2 separate regions of the Rattus norvegicus genome follow, and region 2 is linked to region 1. A link is a contact called in public Hi-C data. All regions are on one chromosome and are shown on one strand. Each heading gives the region's core, a stretch centred on a gene start, on an enhancer-like site or on the middle of the called end of the contact. The rest is flanking DNA. Distances are from core to core; before and after follow the strand shown. Region 1 holds the start of LOC134486897. Region 2 holds the start of Dennd5b (DENN domain containing 5B).

Region 1 (7,083 bases), core at 1,181-3,680:
GGAAGAGCAGTCAGTGCTCTTAACCACTGAGCCATCTCTCCAGCCCGCACATCAATAAATTAATCTTAAAAAAAAAAGAGAGAGAAAGAAGACAAAACCCAAAGATGATTTTTCCACTTAAGCTTATTTTAGCTGGCTGGCCTTTAATCTCAGCACTTGGAAGGCAGAGGCAGGTGGATCTCTGAGCTTAAGACCAGTCTGGTCTAGAGAGTTGTAACACCCGTCAAGGCTGCACATGGCCTCCCCTGTCTTGGGGAGGGGGTGGTATTTAACCGGTGCTATACCCTGGGATTCAAAACAAGCACAGCAAGTTTTGAAAGTGGATATTTAAAACAGGGCTGGCTAGATAAAGCCTGACCACCTACCTGAATTTGATCCCTTAATTCCTGTGGTTGTGAGATCCAACTCCCCCAATATATGGTCTCATATATGAAGATACACATACACAGATGTTCTTTAAAATCTCCAACCACCCACAAAATAACAGAAGGTGAAGACCTTGCTTTCCCTTTTCTCTTAAGTCATTCAAGTCTCTCTTACAAACATCATTTGATTATAACAGAATCAATTAGTTCAACATGATGCATGTGTGGACTTTTCTAGGAAGCTGATGTCTTGCAGTAAGTAGTCTAAAAAGTACTTAAAACAAAAACAAAACAATATTTGCAAAGTACCTCATGTTCTTTTCACAGGTTTTTAATTTTCTTGACACACAGTCTACTCACTTCAAAAAATGCACCCCCAAAGATGGGCAGCCTTTCAGTATTTGTAACTTAGTCAACCAAAACTTGAAAGGTGTTCTCTACCAATAATCAAGGGGGAAAAAAAATCCGAATTTCAATTTGTATGGTGCATGAGGGCAAAGCATCTAGAATATTATTTCCCAGTCAAGGCCACATCTAGATGAAAACAAGCTAACTGAAACACAGGAGAAATCGTCAAAGATGCAACAGATATGGTGTTGCTGGCTGGATGTCTAGACTTCAAGCAAACCCCAAATACCAAAGAAGCATCCATGTGTCAAACCAGCATAATTTTTGAGCTATGCCTTGGAGCCACATACCAAAAAGTTAGCTTGAAAAAAGTGTAAGAGGGTAACTGGAAGGTCAGCCCCAGTTCCCAGGAATTGTGAAACTAGCTAGCAAGGGCTCCCTACAAGAGTGATACTTTGGCAACTTGTCCCAGCATCCTTTATCTCTGAAAGGCCCTACTCCCCAAATGCAGCTCTCAAGGTCATCTGAGATTTATCTGAGTCCTGCATACTTTATGGTCAAAACACAAAACATCCTCCAAATGATCCTCTGAATACTTTAAACTCCTTTAGGCTTTGCCCAGACTCGAAAACGAACCCCAGACTTTCTCCTTCAATTTTGCAGCACAAAAATCATTAAAATTATTTTCAAGTCTGGCAAACTTCAGTTCAAAAGCAGGTGTTTCCCGTTCACTGCTAGAAACAAGTTTTATGTCCATCTCTTACTAAAGACGGCAAAAGTTGCCTGAATCTTCTTTAGAAAACATGAAGACAACACGAAGAGCCTACTTGGAACGAACTCATAACATGGAGGGGGTGGGGGAGTAAGGTGCACATCTGGCTCCGTAGTCATTCTTCACCTGCAGTTATGAAAGGTGAGAAGAAAATAATAAAAACAAGAGGCGGACTGGGGTGCTGTTTACCAGAACTGCACGGTCCTCAAAAGCAGCCCAGCCCAACCTGCACTGCGTCTCGCCGATGGCCCCACGTGTAAACACACAAAGGCGGCACGCACCCCCTAGTTCCTCCTCAGTCCCGGCTTCCAGGAGGAGCGAGAGCCGGCGCCCCGAAACTTCCCCGCGAGTAGTCGGAGGTGCTAGGGTAGGGCGCGGAGCGCTACTCCTCCAGGGAGCCCAGCGCTGCAGAGTCCCCCGGCACCATGCGCCGCCCGCCGCCCTCACCTGCGCTGGAACAACGGCCCGCGCCCCGCCGGCGCCGCCCGAAGGCCGCGCCTCTGCTCCCGGGCCGCTCCGCACGCTCGGCCTGACGTAATTCAAACATGGCAACAGTTCCACTTCAAAGGCGGATGCACGGACCTCCCAGACGCGGCCTCCCGTGACTCGGAGCCCCAGCCACGCGTGCGCCCCGCCGAGCAGCGCTCCGTCGCGCCGCATGGGTGACCCGCAGGCCGAGGCGCCCCCACGGACACAGCCTCGCTGCGCCGCCGCTGAAGTTTCCGAGAGGACCTGAGGGACAAAAGCCGCCCCGCGCCCCGCCCGGCCCGCGTCGCTCGGGCACACGCGGCCCTTTGTTGTCCGGCGGCATCGGCAACGTCGGGGCGACCGGGACCCGCGACCAGGATCCACGCGAGCTCGGGTGTCCTCTGCCGCCGACCCCTGGGGCCAAACTTTTGCGGAGTCCCGGATGAGAAACGCCCAGAGGTCCCCGCCGCTGCGCGTATGCAGCGAGTTGGCGACTTTCGCTGTGCTTTGGAAACTGGCAAGACGCCATCACCAGGAAATCACATTGTCCTGCTCCCGATAGCCCCGACGGCGACCGCAGCCCGGGACTCACTCGGGGCTGGACACTCGGATGCAGCACGGTCGCGGCCCTAAGCACGTGGCTTGTCAGGTGAAGCACACACACAAAAAGAAAAAAAAAAAAAAGAGTTGGGTGCCTCACGCAGCGGACCGCGCCGCAGCCTTCATCCTCAGGGCTTGGTTCCGCAGGACACTGCCACCCCTCCCGTGTCGCCCGCACCCACGCTACAGGTGACCAGACGGACAGCGAACTTTGGGCTGCAGAGACCACTCGGCACCGGCCGAGTGCAAAGACCGCGTGCTGCGCGCTCATTGTCGCAGCCGCGTCCCTGCGGACTTCTCCAACAACGCCACGCCGCGTGCGTCGCGCAACCCCGGCGCTGGCCCTCACCGGCTGCTTTCAGCCTGTGTGGCCGCCGGCTCCAGGCAGTGGCAAGTTAGTTTCCGAGCTCCGGCTTTGTTGTTCACCCGCGTGCAAACCATCGCGAGCGGCGCGGGAGCGCAACACGCGGGTGCACGCGGCGCCCGAGCCCCCGGCCGGAGCCCACACGGGATCTGAGACCCGGACCCTGCTCTCCGGGTCGGCAGAGAACACTACGACTGAGAAAAGTCATTGTCACCTTCAGCGTGGATGCAAGTCCGCCGCTGCTCGTTCGTTTCCACGCTGCACTCACTTTCCCCACACCCTGACTTTCGGTTTACCTCAAATATCCTCCCCAATTAAGAAGCGCATCTCCAACACCTCTGTACAAAAGACTCTGGAGTCCGGAGAGCACGAGGACAGCGCTCCCCGCAATGCCATCTCCAAGACAAAACTTCCTGTGTGTTTGTGTATGGGAAGGACGGAGGAGGCGGGGGAGGTAAAGGGAGGAAAGAAAAAAAATCACAGAAAGCAAAACCTCGGAGACAGTTTTGCACCGGTGTCCAGACTAGAATCACTCACCTTCCACGCGCAGCAGCGTCCCCACGGTGCAAACTGCACCAGGCCAACCCCCTGCAAGCACTCCCTCCGCCAGCGCCGAGTCCAGAAAGATTGTCTCCAGCAGTTCTTCAGTTGCTACCGCGGACGGAGGTATAGATTCCGCTTTCCCTCTGCGCAGGCGCGGCTCCCGGGACCAAATTCTCTTGAATCGAGCTTATTTGCATACGGGCGCGTGCGCGCCGTGGGCTGGGCGGGGAGAGGGCAGGGCGTCCGCGCGCGTCCCCGCGGCCTCTATTGTCCTTTTAAGGGGAGAAGCGGCGAGGCGCGGGAAACGCGGCGGCCCGCAGGGACGGGGGCGGGGCCTGCCTACTACGCAACGTCACGTAAACAAACGCCCGGGGGAAGGAGGCGACGCGGGGGCGTGGCAGGACGCGAAAGGTGTAAAGGTGAGGGTTGTCCTCACCCAACGGCACCCATCGGGACGCTACCGAGCTTGGAAAGTTCTGGAAGCTGCTTTTGCAGCATTCCCGCACCTATGCCCAGTTTCTAGCTTGAGGTGGCAGCGAAAGTTGCCGTGGAAGCGCCCACTTAGTTTGTACTTGTCTCCATCTTTCCTAAATTCTGTTTGAAGGTGAGCTTTAACGTTTTGTCTTTCAGGGCCTGGCTGGGTGAGACTGCTCAACTGGTACTTTCAAGCCTGACCGCCTGAAGGCGAGATCCGACTTCTGCAAACTCACTCCGCACACCAGATGTAAATAAATTTTCATTTCTCCAACAGAGGTTTCGGGTTTTTTGTGGTTTTAATGAGTCGTTTAATAAAGCCCCCATTTTGACGTGGCCCATTCACTAATTCCCACTTGTCCCTCTCAAACATGACCCAACCCATAACTGGGTTTTGTTTTTTTTGTTTTTTTTTTTTCCTTTGCTCACTTGGACTGAGGTTTTCAAGCCTCTGCGAATTTCATGGTGGTAATTACCGTGGGAATGGTGCCACTTTCTGAAAACACACAAATCCTCCAGCCATGAAGAGAGCTCCTCTGCCCTGAAAAACCGCTTGTGAGGGGAGAAAATGGAAGCAAAATACACACCATTCCTTGGGGGATATACAATAATCTAACATCTAAATGTTCCTAAGAAAATTAAAAAGGGATCTAGAAGAAAGGGAGTAATCTAGAGAAAACAAAGAAAAGGGAGGTTCCGGAGAATGAGGAGGGAGGAAGACCCTGAAGTAACTTTTCAGATGAAAAAGTAAGAAATGGAAGTATAGTTGTGATACTCCTTAAGCCCAGCAACACATAACACCTGGTTCAGTGACCCTGAGAGGATGGGTAGGAAAAAGAACGTTTTCCCCCAGAACTTGATACTGGTCCCTTGCTGCAAAGTGTGAAAATCAACTAAAAAAAAACTGACAAGATTCCCTGCTTTTGCTGTAGAGCCAACTATGCAGATTCAAACAAATATTTCTGAAATGCTACTTTAATTTTACAGCTAATTCCTCCAATACAATCCAAACCTACTTCTAAAGACCCCAACTTTTTTAAAAGTTCTACAACACCATTCCTCTGAAGGAGGGGAATAAAGAAACCTGGCAACTCCCACTAAAATGCAACTCTTAAAGGCAAAGATTTTTTCTTATATTTGTGTACAGCCGCCTAAAACAATGCCCGACACTTGATAGATTCTTAGTACCTACTTGTAAAATATTCAATTTTTTTAAATCTACTATTGACTTGTTTCAAGTTAAAATACCTTACAGTTTTTGCATTTGACCTAAAAGGAGTTTGGGGGTTATCGTGATCTTTAATTGCCATCTTTGTCCCTAGGTAATAAAATCTGACAGCTTTAAAAAGTGTTTCCAGCCTGACTGTGGTTGTGTACATCTTTAACCCCTACACTTTGGAAGCAGTCACAGGCAGATCTCTTTGGGTTCTTGGCAAGCCTGATCTACAGTGTGAGTTCTAGCACAGCCAAGGCTACCCTGTCTTGAAAAAAACAAAAAATAAAAGTAAACAAAACTTTCCAAACTTCCATTGCTGACAAACAGCACTGGGCATACATTTCTGATTTGTGCTTTATGTTTCACCGTGTGTGTGTGTGTGTGTGTGTGTGTGTGTATGTCTGTGTGTGTGTGTGTGTGTGTCTGTGTGTGTCTGTGTGCATGTGTGTCTGTGTGCCTCTGTGTCTGTGTGTGTGTGATTTAGTGTGTGTGCGCGTGCGTGCGTGCATACGTGGGTGCATGCATATGTGTTTGTTTGTTTGAATATAGAGATTAGTTCTCTCCTTTGACTTTGTCTTGTAGCCTAAGAGGTTGAATACCAGTTGTTAGGTCAAAAGCATTTTTTTACATTGAGCCATCTCTCTTGAAGAAATGTTAGAATTTATGAGTTTTGACCGAGTCACCAAAACTAGTTTTAAATTATCAAATGCCTTGAAAGTATAAAAAACTGCAAATATCAGGGCTGGAGAGATAGCTCAATATTTAAAAACACTTTCTGATCTTCTGGAAGTGCCAGGCAAAATACCATGTACACAAAATAAAAATCTTTTTTTAAAAATTGCAAGTATAATATTTTTATTTTTTTCTTTTATTTAAAAGAAATACATCTGGCAGGTGTGGTAGTGCAGGCCTCCAACCCCAGCACTCAGGATTCAGGGCAATCTCACTGAGTTCCGAGCCAGTCTGGTCTTAATAGAAGAACCTGGAAGCTGCAGAGCTTCCTCTACTCTCAAAGCAGAGATCAAGAAGTAATTGGAGTGGTTTTCACAGGAAGGATAGGAGTAAAATACTCAAGAGAGTTCCTCAGGTATCTTTGAAAGACTCCCTGCTATCACTAGAATGGCCAGTATATTCCAACATTACTTTCTCCATTTTCTGCTTGAACATGTTATAACTGGCCCTAAACGGGGCCAGTAGCTCCTCTATGGGCTTCCCTTAAAATACTATTACCTAAACACCCTAAGGAGACTTTTAATCACGAAGAAAGGAAGAAATAATGTATGATTATTTGTGATTATGACTGACTTGCACCATGCAAGGGGAATACCTGAGTATGTTTAATGGCTACTGTGTCATGCTGACCTTATAATGAGTTCTCAAGAATTTTATTGTTGTTGATAACTACCCAGATGGTCTAGTTAAGCCAGTCACTTTGATTATAATGCACTATCCTTGCTATTAAATAGTGTTAAATAAATGAGTATTTGTGCTCATTTAGCAGACATTTAATGGGAATAATTATGGACCAGACAGTGACATCATTTCACAACTAGATGGCTCGGGCTGCTCAATCCTTCTAATTTGTTGCCATATAGTTCTGTTGATTTTTCTTTTAATGTACTTTATTCTTCCATATTTAATTATCGATAACTTAAAATTTTTTAGTGGTCTTGAAATTCAAGTCATATAAACAGTTGCAAAGATCAATTTTTTTGCCTGATTGTGAAGGATATTATTTGTAATTTAGCAGAATCTATAATGGCAGTTTCAACCAGTGATTGCCCTCTGATAGCTTTCGTTTGAATTTTTTTCATGTATCCAACAAATCTTTCTTTCTTGGTTTTGGTTTTTGTTTTTTGAGGCAGGGTTTCTTCGTGTAAGAGCCCTGTCTGTCCTGGAACTTGCTTTGTAGACCAGGCTGGCCAGCAAACAC
Region 2 (7,273 bases), core at 3,404-5,903, 180 kb after region 1:
GGGGTTGGGGATTTAGCTCAGTGGTAGAGCGCTTGCCTAGCAAGCGCAAAGCCCTGGGTTCAGTTCCCAACTCCAAAAAAAAAAAAAAAAAAAAAAAAAAAAAGATTAAAAATTGTTGTCTTGGAGCTTGAGAGATGGGTCAGTGATTAAAAACACTTGCTTTTTTTTTTTTTTTTTTTTTTTTTTTTTTATTGAACCCAGGTTCAATATCTAGCACCCACACGGAGGTTCGCAACCATTCTAACTCTAGATCTAAGGGATCTCTCTTCTGGTATCTGATGTGCATGTGATACATAGTCATACATGCAGCCAACGATTCATACACATACAATAAAGATAATTTTTTAATTACTATTTGAGTTGCTATTTAAGTCTCATTTTAGAAAATCATGAAATGGTCAGTGGTCCAAACTCTTTTTTTTTTTTTTTTTTGATTTTTGAGACAGAGTTTCACAATGTAGCTCTGGGTAGAACTGAAGAGATTCATCTGCCTGCTATAATATCCTTCCTGAGTGATGAGATTAAAAGGATAAACCAGCATGTCCAGCCTGGCTCAAATCTTTAATCCCAGTACTCAGGCACCAGAGGCTTCTGCAAGTTCCAAGCCTGCTTGATCTATATTGTAGGACAGGACTTAAAACAAACAAAAACATATGAAAGGAATTTTTATTAAAATTAAGAAAAGATTCACAATTTCTGAAATGGTTCTTCATATACTTCTGCCAAGTGGAGTGGTATTCTCAGCACTGACTATTACAAGATCAAAATGGTGATCCATTCAGAAAGATACTGAGGTCATCTCCTGCAATATCAAATATTCTGTCCAAAGTTAATTCTTTATAAAAAAAATAAGGCCATATATTTATCTCATTTGTATGCAAATATATTTTCATTCTTGGTAGATGGTAAAGCTGTATATAGATCAAAGAACTATTTTTAAAATACAATTTCTCGTGATTTTTCAGTAAATGTTTGGTTTATATACCTGTATTCTCAGAGTTGTGTAAAAATTTACCTGGCTAAAAGTAGTCATATTTGGAGAGATGGCTTAGCAGTTAGGAGAACGTATTGCTCTTCTGGAAGACCCTAGTTTGGTTTCTAGCACTCACACTGGGCATCTCATAACTGCCTGGAATTCTAGCTCCAGGGAACCCAGTACTTTCTGATCTCTGTGCACACCCATGCATATATGGCTTACACATACACATGGGGGGGAAGGAAGGGGAGGGGAGGGGAAAGGAGGAGAAATTTAATTAACATCTTAGTAAACAAAAAACTAAAAAAAAAAAAAAAAGGGATCATGAGAAATCCTAGGTCTAGAGAACTTTACCTAGGTTCTGCACCATTTTTCTCCCTCTAACTGCAACACTGTTCCAAGCTAAAAAGAGTTGTCGATATCAGCAAAAGAGATAGGTGGCCTGGAAAATGGGTTTTACAATTTGTTTTCTACCAATTTCTACCCATATGCCCCTCTTTCACTGTCTCCCGTTTGTCCCTTCCTTGAGGAACAAGATGGTTTACAGATGATTCACAATAAGTAAGACCTGTTGGTGTTTGCACTAAAAACCAGCACACACACTTTCAAGGTTGGAGAAATGGCTGTCAATGAACCAATGAAGAAGTTCTGACAGAAATGGGAAGACCCAAACAAAACAATGTTGACTTAATCATATCAGGGGTACCAATGTCTATGTTTTTTGTTTTTAAGAAGTCATTGTTTTTGTGAACAATTGCACAAAAAAGTTAAGCCAAGTATGAAAGCACATAGGAAAGTTTATTTATTCAGAAAAAGGATACACTTAAGACGGGAGATAGGAAACTTTTTTTTTTTAAATCTTATCTTGTTAGTCCAGCCGCTTAAATTTCCTTAAAGGTTAAGTTAAACTGAAGAGAAATTATCATAGAAAATAAAACACTTGCCAAATAGCTGTGTGATTCCTAAGCCTTAAATCTGTCAATTCCTAGTACTCAGGGGTCACAACCACCCCTAACTCTAGTTCCAGATTACCTAACACCCTCTACCCTCTTCTAAACTCTGAAGGCACCAGACATGCACGTAGACATACACATAAGATAAATCTGAAAAATTAAAAATAATTTCTTCACTATATTAGTAGCACAGAATCTTTTTCCAGATTTTTATTATTTTTAAGTGTGTGTTTGTGTTAGAGAAAGTGCCTCAGAGGCCAGGCTGTGTCAGCTCTCTTAGAACTAGAGTTATAAATTGTTTATAAGCCACCTAATGTAGGTGCTGAGAATCAAACTTGGGTCCTCAGCAAGAGCAGTACATGTTTTCACTGAGCATTCCTCTGGTCCAAGAATCTTTCTCTTCTAAGTAGTAATACAATAAGGACAATCCAAAGAATAGGAGATACTGCTTCATGAAGACTGAGGTGATTTCTGAAGAGTCCCAGAACACACTTTAAAAGGTGGTGTTCTGGTGTTAGTAGACAAAGAGAGGACAAATACAGGCTTTTTTCTTTTCATCATTCACCTACTATAGAAGGCCCCCCAAAAAAATCCTAGTTGTTTAGAGGAGTCCTAGAAAAGATAATTGTTTTACCAGCCCAAGAAAAATCTTTCTTCAAAATCACTCTGCAGACAACCCCCCTTCCAACTTCGTGTCCCTTAACTTAATGTCATTCTTAACATATACATGAAACCTTAGCTGAAGAAACAATAAGATTACATAATTACACATACAGGGAAAACTTGGTATTTCATTATTCCTCTAAAACTATATTTAGTTTTGTTGAAAACATTTTGCTGTGAAGCTGACTTAATACTAAAATGCTCAGTTAAGACGTGAGACTGTATTAATAAACACTGAGCCGTTTTTGTTTACTATCATTTGTTATTTAATACATTCTTCCCAGTCCTCTCCTCAAAGAAAGAGAGAAAAATCTATACCGGTGCAATCAATGAGGGATGCTATGTTCCAAAAAAGCTGCTCTGAAAGGCTATGACCTAAGTGTTTAGCACTGACACAGATAAAGTTCAGGTGGAAGGTGTCATGTGTCTCACCCTTTAAAAAAAAAATCACAATTCAGATCCCACGGAGGAAAGCAGAGTGAAAAATTCAGTCAGGCATCTCTCCAGGCCTGCTCCCTACATTTCGCATTTCCCCGTCCCTATCATCTTCAAATGCCCGGGTTCTCAGGGTACGTTTCCCAGCCCAGTCCCGCACTGCGTCACCAAACCCGTCAAATGGGGGACATGCTCCTCCAGTGACACCTCGGCGGTGACTCACGGTGCGCCCCTCTTGGGGAGGATTGTCCAACTACGTCAACTCAGGGACCGGGCAGGGGTATCAACAAAGCATCAGGCCGCAACCCGAGCGTCCAAAGGTCCTCGCTAGCTCGCGGGCGGCACTGGCACCGCCAAATCCACAGGATTCCAAAGGGTGACTCGCTCGTCATCGCAGAACCAGGGGGGAGGGGTGGCGCCGACCCAGAGAGGTCGGGGTCGATCCCGCTGGGCCTCCCTCCTGAGCGGACCTCGTCGTCACCCCGCGGTCCCGACTCCTTCATGGAGCTGAGACCACCACGTCGGCCGCCAGGGCCAAACTTCGCGAACCACTGCACAGCCCGGTCCCGCGCGCCATGAGCCGCCCGCGAGCAGCGGAGGAGTCCGGCCCTCTAGGGGGCCCGCGCCGGTTACGCGGACCCAGCACCCAGGGGCTTAGCCAGAGCGCGGAATTAACAACAATGTCATTATGTCGCCCACGAGTGCCCGTCTAGCCCGAGCGCCGCTACTGCAGCCGACTTTTTGTCTGGAGCCCGCACCTCGCCTCCCTAGCGCCTCCTCAGCCAGCCCGGCCTTACCCGCCAGCTCGTCGGGCTCCAGCCCGCTGTCCGCATCGATCCCGCACAGCACGAAGTAGTGCGCGAAGCGACAGGCGGCTGGGGAGGACCCCGAGCCCGGGCCCGGTGCCGCGCCGCTACCGCTCATCCCGCCGCGCTGCCTGTGCGGCCGTCGCTGGGGTTCGCGGAGGAGGCTCTCCGGAGTGAACCGCTGAGAAGCCTCGCCGAGGAGCGTCGCAGGCTTCCCTCGCGGAGGAGGCCACCGCGCCGCTCGGACTGCGGTCTCCGCCGCGACCCTAGGACGACCCCGGCGCGCCCATGGCCGCGCAATCGCCGCAGCCGGGATCCTTCTAGACGCTGGTACCGGGGAAGCGGCCTCGGGCTCGCGCGCGGGCGGGCGGGATTCCGCCGCGGCGGGGGAGGGGCGCGCAGGGGGAGTGTCAGCTAGGGAGGCCCGCGCCGCCGCGGCTGCGCCCGCCCGAGCGCAGCGTCTGGCGCCCGCGGGTCAACAGAACCGCGCTGCGCGACGGGAGCGCCCGTAGAGCTCGGAGGCGCGCGGTCCAGGGCGCGCACCAGAGAGTTCGGAAGGATCGGGGGCGCGTCGGGGTGCGTGCCCGCCGGCTGTAATAGTGAGGCAACCTCTCTTGCGCGGTGCAGCCCCCATCAGCGGGTTAGAGCGCGAGCTGCAGAGCAGGATCCTATCTTCCAGAGAGGATGTCGCCCAACCTAACCTAAACAATAACGTAGCTTTGGAGAAGGGAGACAGCACGCTGAGGTCATTTCCCACAACGTCTGTACCATATTTTTAAACTGACATGCAGATGCTTAAACCATTTTAAGATCCTAGTCCCGACAGGACGTGGTGACTCACATCTATAATTCCAGCACTCTTGTGACTGAGGCAGGAGGATCAGGAGTTGGAGAACACACACACACACACACACACACACACACACACACACACACACACACACACACACAGAGGCAGGCAGAGTAAATAACGACCTGTGTAATTGACCCTTAACTTCTATCGTACCCTCCAATAATCTTTTGGAACCCTTGAAATGACTTCTCTTACCTTCTTAGCTGGGTTGTACTTGGGGTGGGGGTGGTTGTGTTTCCTGGTTCATTCTTTCCAGTGGCTATGGAACCCTGGGTCCCACTCAGCCTGCCATTTATATTTTAGTGAACGAAAGAATGATGATAATCTAGGTAGTATCAGGTTGGTGCTACTGGGAAAATAACCAACTTTGCTATCTGTAATGTTTATGGACATTTAATGTTATGCAATTATTGCTTCTATTATACAGGGTACACACGAAAAAGATTTTACTGAGTACTTCTATTTTTGTTGGTGACTTCTTGCAGAATGTTAGATTCTAAGCTAGCCAAACAAATACAGCAGAAAACCGATTTATTGTTTGTACTAATCAAGAAACATATTTCCTGTTCATTTGAGCGGTAACTGATTTATAAAATTGTAAGCAGTAATGATTTACTTTTTGTATTATTAACATATACAGAATACTGGGTTTAGTTATGACATTCCCATACATGTACTTTCTTGTTTTGTTTTTGTTTTTTGTTTTTCCGAGACAGGGTTTCTTTGTGTAACAGCTCTGGCTGGCCTGGAACTGGATTTGCAGACCAGGCTTGCCTCAAACTCGCAGAGATCCTCCTGCCTCGGCCTTCTGAGCGCTGGGATTAAAGGCATATGCCACCACAACCCAGTTTCCTGTACATATTTTTTTTTTTTTTTGGTTCTTTTTTTCGGAGCTGGGGACCGAACCCAGGGCCTTGCGCTTCCTAGGCAAGCGCTCTACCACTGAGCTAAATCCCCAACCCCGTTCCTGTACATATTTTGATCATATCCTTTTATTAACCATTCCTGTACCCCCTTCCCCATTCCCTCTGATCTCCTTTCTGTACACACCGAGTCCTTCTTCTGCTCTCATGTCTTTAACATTTTTGGTGATCTAATAAGTTCACCAAACTTATTTGAGTTTTAAAGACTTAAAAAATGACATTGTGTGTGTGTGTGTGTGTGTGTGTGTGTGTGTGTGTGTGTGTGTGTTTCTGTGCTTATGTATAGGTCAGGGAATGCGTTTCAGGAGTCTTCTCCTTCCATGTTATGAGCCCTGGAGATCAAACTGGGATAGTCAGTTTTGGTAGGAAATATCTCCTTATCTGCCCAGGCATTTTTCTGATCTATGAGTTCCATTAGAATTGATTAAGGAGAATAAGTGAGCTGTTATTATAGACGAATGAGCACTTTGTTAGTAATTACATCACTAAAGAAAATTTCTCCCTTAAGGGACAGGTGTGTGTTTGTGTGTGTTAGGGTTTGGATACCTCTAGTCCCAACACTCAGAAGACAAAGACTTTGAGGCCAGGCTGGTCCATAGACTGAGTTCCAGGGCAGCCAGGGCTATGTTAGAATACTGCCTTCCATTCTGTCGGGGGTCCCTAACACAACTGCCGCCTGAATGGAAAACCTTCAGTGGAGTCAGTAATCTCAGCTTTAACCTCTAATTAGCATAAAACATGCCAAGCTGTCACAATTCCAATTTCTTCAAGGAAATCTGGAGTGACATTTTCTTATGCCAAGATTTTGGCTTTCTAGGAAAATCTTATCATAACAAAGGCTATTTGGAAAACCGCATCCCTCATTGTTTAACTTTTGATATTGCATTTTTATTTGTTTTGTGAGGTATGTTTGTGTGTGTGTGTGTGTGTGTGTGTGTGTGTGTGTGTGTGTGTGTGTGTGTGTAGGCATGCTTATGAGGTCAGAGGACAATTTGTAGGAACCAGTTCTCTCCTTCCATCATTGTTGATCCTAGGAAATGAACTCTACTTGTCAGACTTGGCAGCAGGTGTCTTTCACCTGATGAATCATGTTGCCAAGCCCCTTATAGTTTTAGAAAAGGGGTCAATTCATGCCAATAAAAATTTGGCTTTCCCAGAGGTCCCGAGTTCAAATCCCATCTGTAATGAGATCTGATGCCCTCTTCTGGTATGTCTGAAGACAACTACAGTGTATTTAGATATAATAAATAAATACATCTTTTAAAAATTTTTGTTTAAATTATTTTCTATCTTCTATATGTCTACTATTATTAAATATCCTTAGCCAGAGAGATGTTAAAATGTTTCACAGGTGCACACACACACACACACACACACACACACACACACAAAACCTTACAAGACTGTTATTAAAGAACTCATACAACTCAATAGTATAAAAAATAAACCATTTTCAAGAGTCTGTTCTCTATCTACTATGTGAGTTCTGGGATTAAACGTGGGTCTTCAAGTTTGACAAGTGCTCCTATCCACCAAACTATCTTGTTTGCCAACCAGTACAATTAAATTTGTGTTTTAATTTGTTCATGATGTCTGTATGTGTGCCTGTTGGTCTGTATTTATCCCATGTGCGTGCAGTGCATGCAGTGACCAGAAGAAAGCAT

What was found. A called contact is a pair of places that touch in the nucleus more often than the background predicts.
Region 2: a contact with region 1 is called in a Hi-C map of prefrontal cortex, with 2.3 times the contacts expected there. The contact joins the promoter of Dennd5b here to the promoter of LOC134486897 in region 1. A contact is called at or near these places in 5 of 12 Hi-C or Micro-C datasets (Schwann cells, frontal cortex, liver and 2 more) and 1 of 1 datasets of contacts at active chromatin or transcription factors (oligodendrocytes).

Annotation. Positions count from the first base shown.
Region 1 is chr4:183,641,061-183,648,143 of GRCr8, forward strand. LOC134486897 reads left to right here and starts at 2,431. Exons shown (of 3, transcript XM_063287016.1): 1 at 2,431-2,573; 2 at 2,609-3,879; 3 at 4,091-4,208. The coding sequence starts at 2,431. The coding sequence ends at 4,134. Sinhcaf (SIN3-HDAC complex associated factor) reads right to left here and starts at 3,568. Exons shown (of 6, transcript NM_001134712.1): 1 at 3,455-3,568.
Region 2 is chr4:183,816,359-183,823,631 of GRCr8, forward strand. It overlaps Dennd5b (DENN domain containing 5B), which reads right to left and starts at 4,654. Exons shown (of 22, transcript XM_039108925.2): 1 at 3,825-4,654. The coding sequence starts at 3,951.